2 separate regions of the Oryzias latipes genome follow, and region 2 is linked to region 1. A link is a contact called in public Hi-C data. All regions are on one chromosome and are shown on one strand. The core of a region is the stretch at or near the end of the contact, and the rest is flanking DNA. Distances in the headings are between cores, read along the strand shown.

Evidence for each region. Hi-C and Micro-C count contacts between places; a contact is called where the count stands out from the background.
Region 2: a Hi-C map of embryo shows a contact between it and region 1, with 2.1 times the contacts expected there. The contact joins the promoter of tmem106b here to the promoter of LOC101168895 in region 1. A contact is called at or near these places in 2 of 5 Hi-C or Micro-C datasets (embryo and fibroblasts).

The regions. Positions count from the first base shown.
Region 1 is chr16:30,667,817-30,674,977 of ASM223467v1, reverse strand. LOC101168895 (neurexophilin-1) reads left to right here and starts at 4,064. Exons shown (of 2, transcript XM_011485839.3): 1 at 4,064-5,653. The coding sequence starts at 5,549. LOC101169142 (thrombospondin type-1 domain-containing protein 7A) reads left to right here. Exons shown (of 28, transcript XM_023964730.1): 28 at 3,136-3,987. The coding sequence ends at 3,152.
Region 2 is chr16:30,875,832-30,882,992 of ASM223467v1, reverse strand. tmem106b (transmembrane protein 106B) reads right to left here and starts at 3,712. Exons shown (of 8, transcript XM_004078404.4): 1 at 3,506-3,712; 2 at 1,115-1,325. The coding sequence starts at 3,682.

The DNA of each region.
Region 1 (7,161 bases), core at 2,815-5,314:
TGGAGTTTTTATTTCAACATTTGTGGCTCTTATCTTCATTTTAGTCCCAGTTGCATCGGTGGATTCATGTTCTTCAGGGGTAAAAAAAACAAGTTTAGAGAAATGCTTCTTAGTTTCTGTGCTTTTGGAATGATCGGGAAAATGTCTGACTCAGAAAACACGCACGAACGTCAGAAAGTCGACAAATATTTCAACATCACATCAATAACTTTCTGCTCCTAAAAGCTCCATTTATGTGTAGACACCAGGGAAAATAAGACAAAAACAAGGAATGGGGGGGCCACATCAAATAGTTTAATGGTAGTTTACCCACCCCTGACCTACAACAAACAGATCCACCTTAAACGGTTTAAGGTGGTTTTGCTCTCCTGGCTGTTCTTCATCATTTGGTTCGGATTAAAAAGTCTTTTTTTGCTGCTCAGATCTGAGGATCTACAGCTGCCAAACCGTGGTTCTGATGGGGCGTTTATGGTCAGAAATGCAGCAGCTGCTGGCGTGTTTGCGTGCTCTCTGCATTCAAATGAAGTGGATCACATGGATCCTCAGCAGCGCGGCGAAGCCTGTCTGACGGGACCACGATTCTCTCCGCCGCCGCCGCCGCCAGCGGCTGGCGTCAAAACTCTGGAGACTTTTCTGCTGAGAGGAGAAGCATCTGTTTGAGAGAAACTGACACTTTATATCTGAATATCGGTTAATTGTCTTGTTTTTGTTCACTTTAAAACCCATTTCTTGGCATTAAAAAAGAGGAGAGCTGTCAGTCTGATTAGTTTCAGTCCTTTGGGTTTAAACATTGAAAACTTGAACTTTACTAAACATAAATAAATGTTCACAAAATAAATAAAGAAAGGATTCAAAACTAACATTTGCAGGTCGGAGCGGACATTTTTACTGTTTGACTTCAACATAAAAGTCCTGAAAACACTGAAACTGCTCCGACTTCACTCAGCTGCACCAAAATGTGACAAAAACTGTGGCTTTATATTTTAAAACCTGACATTTATTTGATAAAAACTTAAAATAACTTCAATCAAACTCCATCTGGAGGCTTAAATAAGTGAACGTCAGATTTCTCTCATCTCTTCAGGAAAAACTGTTGAAGAAAAGACAGGAAATGAGGAAAAAGCAAATCCATCCGCCCTTTCAGAGTAAAATAACCCCACTTCCTGTCGCCGTAACAACCCACCGACCATGAACATGACCTTCATGTTTCAGCTTTACGTCGATGGGTGACACATCAGTAACGTCAAGTGTTCCTCGTCAGCGTAGCGCCGCTTTTCTCTCGTTACCGGTGAAGCTGAAGCTCTGGTGTCTAAAGGGTTAAAGGTTCTGATTCCCCTCCGTTTGGGTTTCAGTTCGTCTTCTGTGGTTCCGTCACTCACCGGACTCCCTGAGAGGGTTTTGGTTTTTTTCTCTCCACACTAGTTCACCAGAGAACCTGTGCTGTGACCGTGTCCACCTCCGTTTTCCGTTCACCCCCCATCCTGCCCCCTCGCCAGCATTTTCTGCCGCCGTCTGTGTTTTTGGCGCCGCCCTAACCGCACTTTGATCTCTCTCACACAGCAAAAAGCCAAAGAGACCTCAGAGACAGAGGCAGCAGAACAACCGACTGAAACCTCTGACCCTGGCCTACGACGGAGACACGGACATGTAGCGGTCGCAGCCCTCCGCCCGCTTCACGCCGGCGCCTGGGACGTTTGCAGCGTGAACGGACTCGGCGGTGGCGGGAAATCCTCTCAGCTGAGGCGCCTGAGCTCACTTCACTACTCTGTTTTGGTCTTATTCTGGCGGGGTCTTCCTGACCTCCACACAGCTCAATGCCTTTTTTCTTTTTTTTTTTGCCCTTGAAGCCTGGGTGAAGCAGGCGGATGCAGCTGGTGTTTTTTCCAGCTCCCCCCGTCCCCCCACCCCAACACACATGCTTCTCTGCTGAAAACGCTGAGTAGCTGGAGGCTTAGGATGCTCTGACGATTTGTATGTTGCCAAAAGTCACCGCAGGGAAGAGGAGGAGGAAAATCTCCTTGAAAAGGTTTGGATTCTTTCAATCCTCATTTGGGTTTCTACTCAAAGCTCTTTTTCGGTCGGGAGGGGTTCCTCTCCTTTCATTCTGCCTGATTCAGAGTTCTGTTTTTGTGGGATAAACCGATTGGAGGGATGTCGAAGGAGGACAGCCGCCGCCGCCGCCGCCGCCTGTTGGCCTCCACCCTGCTTCCTTTCAGGCTCTACTTTGCACTATATTAGTGCAGCATGATATGCACACGTGACTTCTACCTTCTAATGCCATAAAAACACTGCCTCTTCCACAAACGGAACCGCCGCTCAGAGACTCGGACGGGAAGCGCCCTCCTGTCGCGGCGCCGGCCTCCGCTGGATTCCTGTACAGCTTTCAGTTCCACGGCGGAGTTTCTGGTCGTTGTAAAGTACGTTTCTGTGGTCTGTGGAGTTTGTCCGGTGTCCCTAATTCAACCCCACCCCACCCCGACGCTGGCGACTGATCTGTTCAAAATCCCCCGAAGCCGTCAGCTCTGCCTTACTGACCGTGACGGCGAGCGTCCGGCCCGACCGGCAAACATGAGACGCTGTGGACAAACATCTGATCAGTCCGCAGCGTTGCCGTGCATCATGGGAGCTCTGGTTCTGCAGGAAAAACATCTGAACAAACGAGGAGAAACTGCTGCGGAGAATGTTTCCTGTATTCTGGTGGGATTTGTAAATAACTGCAATTTTTTTTTATTTTTATGAAAAGAAAAACAAACAAACGGGTCTGTGTACGTTTATTTTGTATCTCACAGAAAACGTCCGTCTGACTGTTGCACAGTGGGTGTATGATATCGCTGAGTGTCGTAGTCATGATGCAAAAGCTGGATGTTCTTCAGAAAACAAGCAGCGGGATGGGAGGGGCCTGAGGAGACGCCGCTGTTTTGTACAGGTTGTTTATTTGTATGGAAAGAATTACTGACAATAAACAAGGAACACGGTTGTAAACAGAATGACCGGGTCATTTTTGTCTCCAAGAAAATTTCTGAGATGTTTCTTCAGAAGATCTGGATCTCTGGGATCGTGGATCTAAGGTTTCTTAGATGTAAGGGTTCCTGGATCTCTGGGATCATCTGACGCTAAGGTTTTTTGGATATTCAGGGAACGCAGATGGATGACTGCTGTACTAACGTTTTAAGATGACAAATCTGATCCCTGAAGAAGCAGGAAGAGGCGGTTCCCCGAGAAGGTAAAGACTGTTTTCATGCTCTGAAAGCCTCAAAGTCTGTTTTTCTACGTTCTTTCTTTGTGTCAATTCTGGCTTCCATCGGTGTCGCCTCCAGCATTTGTGGGGGAGTTTTCCCGACGTTAAAGAGGCCCACGCCTTCAGGATGATTGTGGATGTTCTCAGTCGGAGTTGCGGCTGATCTGCAGAAGCTCGGCTGAGTTTTGGAGCCTCCGGTTCTTCAGAGTTTGTTGAATGATTTTCGTGTTTGAATGAAGTCAAAGTTACTGGTGCAACGTTCATGACAACCCCAAAGCACATTTAGCAGCCACTGCGTACATTTTCCACGTTTCGGTCTTTCGTGATTCATTTCAGTTTTCTTCCTATAGCCCAGTCTGTACAACAGTAGTCGTGTCAATGGGCTTCATACCAGTAGTCGAACATGAATCCTAAAGATCATAACGTCATAGAATTCAATAGGTAATGGATAAACTAAACAGACTAAATTAAACCGGACATCCCTGCCGTTACGGATTCTGGAAGGAAAAAGAAAACCTCGGGGGGGCCCACATGAAGGAGGGATCCTCCCCCAGGACGGACAGGTGATGTACCAGAACTCATAGAGAAGAATTAACTTATCAAACTTTACAACTACATTTTTTTATAACTTTGTTTATTGAACATTTTACATATTAACAGACATGCAGAGTTTATTATTAGATGTCAGAGCAAGGACAGTGCTGTGTGTAAAAAAACACTTGAATATTGCTGAATGAAAATGAAACTTAAAGGGTAATAATTGGGGGGGGGGGGGGGGTATGGAAAGAAATGATCAAAGTTGACTATGAATAAAGTGAAGTAGCAAAAAAAAGATGTTTTTGAGAAAATGCCGGACCCGGGTATCGTACCAGCGAGCTTCTGCACCAAGCGTTCCCCATGAATTGCAATGCAGACAAAAATCCAGGAATATCTTGAAAAGTTCAAGGATTTGAAGGACCAAAAGTCAAAGCTGCATTCATCCAATAATTAAAAGTTCAAGCCAAACTTTAGAAAAAACAGTAAAAGTTTCTTCATAACTGTGAGTCATCCTCCTCATCCTCAGATATCTGTTTCATCTCCTGACCTTCTAGAGAAGTTTTAGGTTTTTTAAAAGTGCTCATGGAAGAACTTCTACCTAATCGGGGGGGGGGTACTTTTTCTGTGTGGTTGGTGGAGGAGCTGCAGTAGAAAGTCCTCCAGATAAAGGCCAGAGTGTTTGGAAGATGAAGATCTTATCGAGCTGCTTCCTGGATCTGAAGATATCAGAGCTTCTGCTGCCGGAGCAGAACAAACGATAGCAAATCATGAATATTTGACTGCGAACGGGGATGAACTGCACCTTTCTGCCGCATCAAACTCCGTTTGAGGATCAAAACCTTCTGATCCGTCGTCTTAAGCGTTTTTGGAACCAGCAGCCAGCGTTCCCATCATGAAACTTCCACTTCAAAGTCAGATTTCTGGATTTTCAAAGATAGAAGGTTCTTTACAGACCATCATTCTACCACCACCATGTGCTCTGATCTCTTTGTGTTGGAATCCAGATGCTTGGAGACCTTCCAGAAAGTTCCTCTGTGTTCTTGTTCCTCAGCCTTTCTTCTCTCTGTTCTTCTGCTCCTCCGATGACCTCCAGGATGAGTCCTGCTCGTGTTTTTGGACTCATCCTGGGATGTTCTGCTGCTCTGTGGTCCTCTGGGGTCTGCAGGAACGTTTCTGTCAGAGTCTTGGTTCCCCCGTCTGTTCTCGACTTCCTTCCCACGCTCAGATCTCTGCTCCTGTTTTTTCGTCTTCTGCATTTTCTGAATATCTTTGTGTCATCTTGGTCTTTTAGGTTATGTGTGGATGAGGTCAGCAGGGTTCTGCTGTGGAAGAATCTCGTTTCAGGTCTTTGCTGATGATGTTGGCCACAAACAGGAAGAGTGCGAGGAGCTCTCTTCATGGCGTCACTGCAGCTCGCTGCCACTAGATGTCAGGCCTTGATGATGTTTGCAGAAAAGTTACTTCTCAGAAACCTCCTCTCCTCCTCCACTCGTCTCTTGCCCCCCCCCCTCGCCGCTCTCACCCTGCATGTATAAAGCGTGGCGTTCAGATGTTGGAACACCTTCGCTCTGATCACGGCGCCACCGAGCGGCCCGGTCACCCCGGCAGACCCCCTGAGCCCCCTCCTCCTGAATGAGCTCCATCTGGGCTCCCTCCTCTCGTCGGGACCGCCTCCCTCATCACTCCTTCTTTCTCCTCAAGTTCAGTAGCAGATAGCGGCTCGGCGAGTCAGGAGGGGTCTCTGCTTCTTCTTTTCCCGCCTGTCTGTGTGAAATGAGAAGATCAAGGACGGCTGACAGGAGGGGCGACGCTCCGCAGAGAGGGATGAAGACCACATGTCTGTGGGCCGCCGCCGGGCTGCTGTCACTCATCTCCCTGGTGAGTTAAATGCCATTTTGATTTGACCTTCTTCCTTTTTGCATATCATTTTTTTTATGTCTCCTGCCAGTTTGATGGAGGACAGAGATCCTTCAGGTAAAACGTCTCTCTTCAAGAAAGCGTTGCCCCTCTTCCTGTTTGTGGGAGATGTTTTCCTGCATCTCTGACGACCGGTTTATTCCAAAAATGAACAAACTCCCAAGTTTTTCCCCAAAATCCAGCTCATCTTCAGTGAGAAGAGGAGCCCGTTATGACAAAACACGGGCGAAACGCTGGCAAAGTCTGCGCCTTGACAGTTTGTGACAAGCCAATTCCTTTAATCCCCGCAGAGACAGTAACCCCTCACCCTCTGATAAATCTGTCAACAAAGCAATCAAAGCGGAGCGGCAGCCACTCCCCTCTGCCACACGGAGAAAAAAGAAAGAAAGGAATTCCATAAACTTAATCCCTCACAAACTTGACTGGCCCTAAAAAAAAAAAAAAAAGCTCCTGTGGCGTTATCTGTGTTTAATTTGCATAGTGATGGAAAGAAGTCAATTACTATTAATTATTCTCTACAACTTAATACCCATTATCGAATTGAATTCACCGTCTTGAAAACCATAAACTCAATTTCACAGCTGACTAAGCGCACTAATCATTCTCCCCCCCCTCCTTTATTTTTTTCCTCTTTCTCGCAGGAAAACGATTCTTCGATTCCCAAAAACAACAGTCACTATCAGGCCTTTCCCTTTCTGTCATAATAAACTGTGAAGACCAACATTAATCATTAGGGGAGTTTTGTGTGGCGCCCATGGAAGCTGGAGCTGATCTCTCAGTGTTTTTCCTCCTTTTTTTCCCCAGACTGGGTTGCCAAATTGCTTCGCTATGCTTTAATGGGATGATCATAATTGTTTCGTACTTGGTGCATCCTAAGCTCGCGCCCGCAGCTCCTTCAACAGATTGACAGACCCATGGGAATCGCACAAACTTTTTTTGGCCCCCTTTGAACCAAGCCGTGTGTGAAATAATATGATTATGCGTTTTTCCTCGGGATACGTTGTGAAACTGGTAGCTGGGGCCTCCATCATCTTCCCGCTCATCCTCGTCCTTCTCCTTAAAAGCATCCCGGTGCAGTATTTATCCCCCTCAGAAGTCATGGCGGTAATTGTGCCCTGGCCTTTGGAACGCGGCGTGACGCTGATACGGCTCCATCCACAGCCGCCTGTGATGTCTCAACACACCGTGATTTGTCATCAGCTCTGACCCCCCTCAGGTCACACTTTGATATCACTCTCAGAATACAGACCTAAACTCAAATGTCCTCCGCTGATCCGGCAGCTCAGGGGACAGCAGACCTCAGCAGAAGTTCAATTCAGTGTGACGACAATCACATCATGATGGGATGTTCTCGGAGGGATCTTCAGCCACCCTCCTGTCCCAGAGAACGTCCCAAAGACTGAGAGATGCGCCTCATTAAACCGATCTGTGGTCTGTTTTCCCAAAATAGGAGCTTTCAGTGAAGGCAA
Region 2 (7,161 bases), core at 2,463-4,962, 210 kb before region 1:
TGTCTTTTCCTGAAGACACACCTAACTGAAAGAACGTCGGCTTCCCTTCTGCTTTCTGGTACTCGTGCCAAAGCTGGCACGTTTGACCACGCTTGGGTTTTTGCAGACAAAGCCGCCGCCTGTGCAGAGACAGACGACAGCAGGACAATAACAGGATGGAGGGAACATTCCTGGACCAATCTCTGACAACAACAACCTGAAGCCTCACGTGGAAAAGGAGCCTGTTCAGAGGCTGAAGCTTAGAGCTTTCTGAAACATCGAGAACTAAACCAGTTGTTCTCAAACTGTGGGGAGGAATCTCAGCGGCGGCACACGTCACCCGGTGGGACATGGCTGGGAAGTGTGTGTGTGTGTGTGTGTGGGGTGGGGGGGGGGGGGGGGGGGGGGGGGGCAATATTTGGACGTCTGAATTTTATTTGGAACATAAACAGACCGCACTTCAGGATCGCACATCGTCTCACGTCACTAACAATAACCTAATCCTAACCGTGACATTTGAAGACGTAATGTTTGTTGTTTACTGCGGTTTTAACGTCTTCAAAGAACGGTAATGGACGTTGATGCATTTCACACATGCAACCGGTGAGGATTGGATACCTACAGCTGCCTTTGTCTGCAACTGTGATCAGATTGGCTGAAGAATGGAGAAAAGCATGTAGAATGGATGTAAAGCCTCAACGCCCCCCCAGTCTGAGAACATACAAAGTGAATGATCCTTTATCTCATTGATTTATACTTTTATGAAGGATCTTTCACTTTGTTCACGTCTTCCTGCAGGATTCTGTCTCAAATATTTCCCAGACAGCAGAGCTCAGTACGACTGGCTGACAGATCCATGAATGCAGCAGCAGCAGCTGGTTGGAGCTGCTGAGGAGGATCAGTCCATTGAAATCACATCAGGATGAGGTTCACAGCACAAACTCCCCCTGAATTCTGCTGGGGGTGAAGAAGGTGAAGAGAGGGAGCATCCCCTCATGGGGCAGAAGGCGTGGAGAGGAGACATCCCCAGAGAACCACTGAACTAAAGTGTTCCATAGGAAGGAGAACCTCAGAACTTAAAGTTCGACGCTCAGCCTGTTGTGACCTGAACTTTCATGTTGCAGTTGGAAGTTACCTCGGGGGATCCTGCCGGTGCCTTGGCATGTGGGGCACGTGACGCTGTCCCGCCCGGTGAACTCCACGTACGGAAACTGGGACACATCTCCGTTTTTGCCGTCATCCTCGCCCGGGCCGTCTCTGCACTCGCCGTCCGCCGTCAGGGCATCTTGACTCTCACCCTTGTGTTTGGTCAGGTGTGACTGGGCCTTGCCCATGGCTGCGGTTCTCTGTGAGAAGCAGTGAGGGTCAGAGGTCAGAGTGGGAGGAGCTGCAGCCCGTTGTGTTCTTGCTACAAACACAGATCCTCTGTCTTTTAACCAGAGGTTCTGTTAAAATAATAAAACCATAAAGCTGAATAATCATCACTTCTTTCTAGGGGTTGTAACAGTTTAACAACCATTGGATTCATATCAACCTGTGGTTGCCGATCTGATTCATAGTTGGTGTCGGTTCATTTTGAACGATCCGATTCTCTGACCTAAAACGGATCCAGGACATCTTTAGCCAAAACTCCAACCAGTGTGACTCAGAGAGAAATAGCTGCTACTGAACAGAGCAGGTGAACTTTTCTAGATTTCTCGCATTTCTTTCCGTTTCTCTTAAGTCTATGGTTTCAGTTTTTAGCCTGCCAGAGTGGGAGGGAACACTTGAACTTGTCGCCCCTTCGGTTGGTTTGATTCACGCCTTACTTTGAAGAGCAGACTGAAGAAATTCTGAACTTTGAGCTGAGAGTCACGCGTTCAGATTTCAATGTTTGTCTTTGTTTCTTATCACGTTTCACACAAAAACACAGAAATGCACAAAACCATCGGCCATTATATGTTTTGAACTACCATCTTTACAACTAAATCCGTTTTTCCAGAACTTATTTCAGTAAACTGACGTTTTCCATCTATGAAAAACACTTGAGAATGAAAACCTTCACTGACACTTTACTTTGAAAATCTATTTACTTCCAGTGACAGCAGCATTCGGTTTGTTTAGTTTATTAAATAAAATCAAACTTTATTTGGGATTTTGGAGCAATAATTATTTTACCTGAAGTGCGCCTTTTACTACAATCTAAAATGTTTATAAATATCACAAAAAACAAATATTTGAACCCCTTTTTTCTGTAATAGATCCCAGATATCCACGTATTCCAAAGGTGTTCCATCCCTAACAGGAATATAGTGAACACAGGCAGAGACATGCCCATTCTGAAGGGTGGAATCTACACAAGATAAACCAGACAAACACATCTGATCAATCTTCTGGATGATTAGATATTGAGCAGGTTTCTAGTTTCATTTCTGCTGTTACCACCAAAGGTTTGGCAGGTTCAGTATTTCGTCAAACTATTTTGGAGGGAGACTCCAAGGTGAAAGGTGAGCGTCTTCTGCTCCATCCTCACATCCTGGGTGGATTACAGGACCTGACTCCATCTTAGGAGTCGCTCTCGGCTCTCCAGAAACCTGCGGCCCGGGTTCTGGTTGGAGTTCTGGTGGGGAACCACAGTGGTGGCCTCCTCCGCCCTCCTGTTCCGAGTTCAGCCTCTCCTGGAGGATGTACCAGGTACCTCCTCTGTCCGTCCTGGGGGAGGATCCCTCCTTCATGTGGGCACACCTGAGGTTTCTTCTATTTTTCCAGAATCCTTTTTGGATGTGCAGTTTAGTTTAGCCATTACCTATTAAATTCTATGTTCTTTAAGATCCATGTTTATTCCATAATTACCGGTATGAAGCCCATTGAGACGATTATTGTTGGAAATATTGGCTATATTAATAAAATTGAATGGAAAAAAAATTAATTGAATTGGAGGATCCATTACTGTGAATAGTTGAATTAGTTCGTGGTGAACTACTTTGATCAAAAGTTAATTCCATTTATGATTTTATGTAATTTATTTTGGACCTTATTTTCAGTTCGTTCAGTTATGAAAAACGAACAAATGTTTAGTTAAAAGATCAAAAGCTGAATCCCTGTTCAAAACGAGTCGGGATTAAGAAAAACAATGAGTTTAGAGGAAAATCTACCGCCAAACGGTCCAATTGGAGCAAACACGGCAGTAATGGAGGAGGACTTCGTCTGTCTGAACACAAACTACTAGCGCCGAACTTCAACGTTTCCGCTGCTACACACCGGGCCCGGTTCTCTAGCACTAAGTTCTCCAGAGCTAAGCACGACCGTTCGGACTAGGTTCGCTGAGACCACACAGCAGCAGACCGACCCACCGGGGACCGGGGACGACGGTCCGGTTAGCACAACAAGAAGAGGGACGCGGCCGCCATGCCGCTGCTGACAACACGGCTACCGAGGCCAAACAGCAAAAAATAAAAACGGCCATTCCCCCCTCCCTAACATCAGGGCCTCCAAAAATTCAATAAATAAATCAAAAGTTGTACCGTGACACCTGTGGAAGGCTTACCTGTGACTGTTTTATCCCGAACAAACTGCCATCCGCGGGCCTAAGCTGTTTGTTACGGTTCTCACGCAGACACCAGGCAGAATAAAGATAGACCCGCCCCCCTCGCTCCTCATTGGACGAACTCGGGGAGAAAACCCTGTGATTGGTTCCCTGAGTTGCTCGCTCCTCAGCAGCCATTGACAGCAGAATCCAAAGATGCAACTGATTAAGAATAATTATGGTCTTCGAAGAGCCGCTTGATGAGCATTAAACGTCCCGTTAGGCTAAACTTTTAGATGAAAGTCCACCAGACAGCACTGACGCGAGCACATTAAAAATCAAAATAAATGTGAGACGAGGAGTCTGTTGATTGTGTGGGAGGGTTTAATAATGAATAAGTAAATGCCACGACTCCATCTAATAAAACAACAGTGAAAAAGTGACAATCGTAACCAGGAATATCACCGAAGCTAATATTTTAACGAAAATTGAGCTTAAAATTACATTTTTGAGTAATTCTTTGTTCAAATTGTTGTGAATCAGGAACAGACGAATGCAATTTCATCATTCAAAGCAGTGAGATTAACAGATTAATTCAATTCAATTTTATTTGTATAGCCTAGAACCACAACAACTGTCATCTCAACGGGCTTCGTGCAGGCAATTGTATGGTAAACTTAAAATCATAAGAATCATGAAGACATACAACTCAATAGGTAAATACTAAACTGAACTAACTAAACAGACTAAATCAAACTGGGCATCCCTGACCTTAGACCCTCCTTCTCAATAAGGAAAAACGGATTCTGGAAAAATAAAAAATAAACCTCAGGGGTGTCCACATGAAGGAGCGATACTCCCCCAGGACGGACAGGCGATGTACCAGAACTCTCAGAGTAGAATTGACTTATCTAACACTACAACTACATGTATAAATAGCTGAGACACAGCCAAGTACAGGAGCAGTAGTAGAGGTGAGCCAGAGACAAGGTTCACGGTCAGGTAGAGGAGCACGGACGAGCCGACTGGAATCTGGAAGCACTCCTGTTCCCCTGGAGGAAAAGAGGGACAGTACATGAATCGCACTGCCCCAAACAGAGGCATGGAGAACTAAATGATAAGTAAATGTTCAAGAATAGAGTAGAAGTAGATGAGACTAGAGGACAGAACCCCAGTGCACCATAGTTACCCCAGCTCAAACTTTTAGCAGCCTACTTACAACTTTATTCTTATTGTTAAGTTTAATTTAAACACATTAACATTAAGTCAAATAATCTCTGAATACTAACTAGTCTGATAACAAGCCTGTCCAAAGAGGAATGTTTTCAGTCTAACTTTGAATGTAGAAACTGAGTCGGCCTCTCTTCCATGAGCTGGGAGTTTATTCCATAAAACAGTGGCTTGGTGGCTAAACGCTCTACCTCCAACCGTACTTTTATTAACTCTAGAAACCACAAGCAGTCCTGCATTTTGCGAACAAAGTTTTCTGTTTGGGTGGTAAGGGACTATGAGGTCTTTAATATAGGATGGGGCCATACCATGTAAGGCCTTATAGGTTAACAGGAAGATTTTGAACTTGATTCTAGAATCGACTGGGAACCAACTTTGATCACTTTTTTATTTGTATTTTTTAAATTTTGACTTAAACTACTGAGTTGAACTTTCTGTCTGGGTTCACAGACTTTTGTTTTTGTTAACATAACATTCAGGGTAAATATCTGTCTGTCTGGACGTTGACAGCTAAGTGTAAAATTTGAATCTGGTTGTTTCACTACACTTTTTTATTGTTTTACTTTAGTATTGTTTTACTCATTCCGAGGCACACGAACTTTACCACACATGTATATTTTTTAATTGTATTAGTGTTTAGTAAAACCTGTTGCCCCTCATCTAAGCCGAAAGTCCTTTGTGGCACATTTAAATGTTAGACTGCAGGTTTGTAACGCAGTGCTGTTCTGAAACACTTATGTTGTCAGATAAGGGATTACTTTTGTACAACAGTAACATATAACTTGTCTTGAATTACAGCTTGGAAGTAACTTGTAGAACCCTGTCTGAAATGGAGAGTAAGCATGTTTGGCAGAATTTCTTTTCTTCCCTTTCTTTTTTTTGATCATTTTAGCTATATCAGTGCCATGAAATGCTGGTACAATCAAGGAAGGTGCATTTTAGAAGCCAAGCATTTCTCATGTGCTTATTTCACATGTTGTTTGGCATCGTTCATCCAGATGATGGCACTGTGTCGCCGTCTGTGAATTCACCGCCCACAGGCCTCCAGTGGTGCTGCAGAGTCCCCTCAATCTTTAAAACCTGTGAGCGAGCAGCAAATTCTACTGATAACAAATGTGTTTTAATCTGTCAGTTTTCAGAGCAGCCAGTCTGATTCATGATGGGAACATTTCAGCTGCTCACAAGAACAGGAGTCAGTTGTGTGCTCAGAGGTGAGCTGCAAGCAGTCAATATTTTATGGTTGTTTTCTGAATTTATGCAGTTTTTGTCAAACTCGGTGACATTTATAAATGGCGGCACAGTACAGTTTGTGTGAAAAATACAGAAAACATGCAAAAATAAATAGGACATGCTTTTTGGCAGTTTTAGCAACACTCTGCTTGGCATCCTGAACAGGTTTGTACCGAAGCCAGAGCTAAATGACAGAAATCAGCATCAGCGGCGTCCCTGAATATCCCCCTAAGTACGGATTTGCTGTCAGAGAGTAGATGTGATTTTAATGACGAGCATTCAGTGTATTTTCTTAATGTTCTACGAACCATCGAGACAGTCAACCCCCCGGAGTTTCCTTAATAATTATAGAAAAAAGATGTACAACAAGAAGCAACAGTACCTCCAGGCTGAACCTGGGGGGCTGACACAAAAACCTGCTGATGCTCGGAGTGGGAGGGTTTCTTTTTTCATCTCCATCTTTGGATGTGCCAGAGCATTGATGCAAGTGGGTTTGTCAGATCTTCAGGCTCTAAGACCAGAAACTAGGCGCTGGTCAGAGCTCCAAAGGATACCATCAATGCCAGACATTTCTGTGATCTGCAGATTATTCCTTTTTGCTGGTCAGGAAATCTTTGTCTGGACATAAGATTCGGCTTTTATATTATTCCTGCAGGCTATCTGGTAAATGTTTATTGCCCGGGTCTTGTTCTTGCCATTGAGCTGGCTTCCCAGGACTTGCCTTACGCGCTGGAGGTATTTAGCCGTTGCAGCTTTCCTTGTTGCCTGTTCAAGGTTGCCATTTGCCCGTGGCATTCCAAGGTACTTGTAACTGTCCTCAATGTCTGCTATTGTTCCCTCTGGGAGTGAGACCAGAAACCAGGGAGACCCTGATCACTGACGAGGCTTACTCGCTTATGTGGAGTAAATGCACAATGTAAAAAATTCTATACATAAATGTAAAAACAAAGATCAAAAGAACATGTGGACCAATCCAAAGTGATCCCCCAACCCCTCTGGTCCTCCTTATTGCTCCAATTATGGGGGGGTGGGGGGTGGAGTTGTAGTGGTGTCCGAAAGTGTTTTTTTAAGGGGAATCTGTACTGACTTAAGGCTGGGTATCAACTCCGCTGGTAGGGTGTTCCATGTCGCGCTTGGGAGAAACGCACTTGTTCACATGGGTGTGCTCTGAAGCAAAGAAGTTTACATTTAATTGCAAATAATAAAGTTCTAAAAAC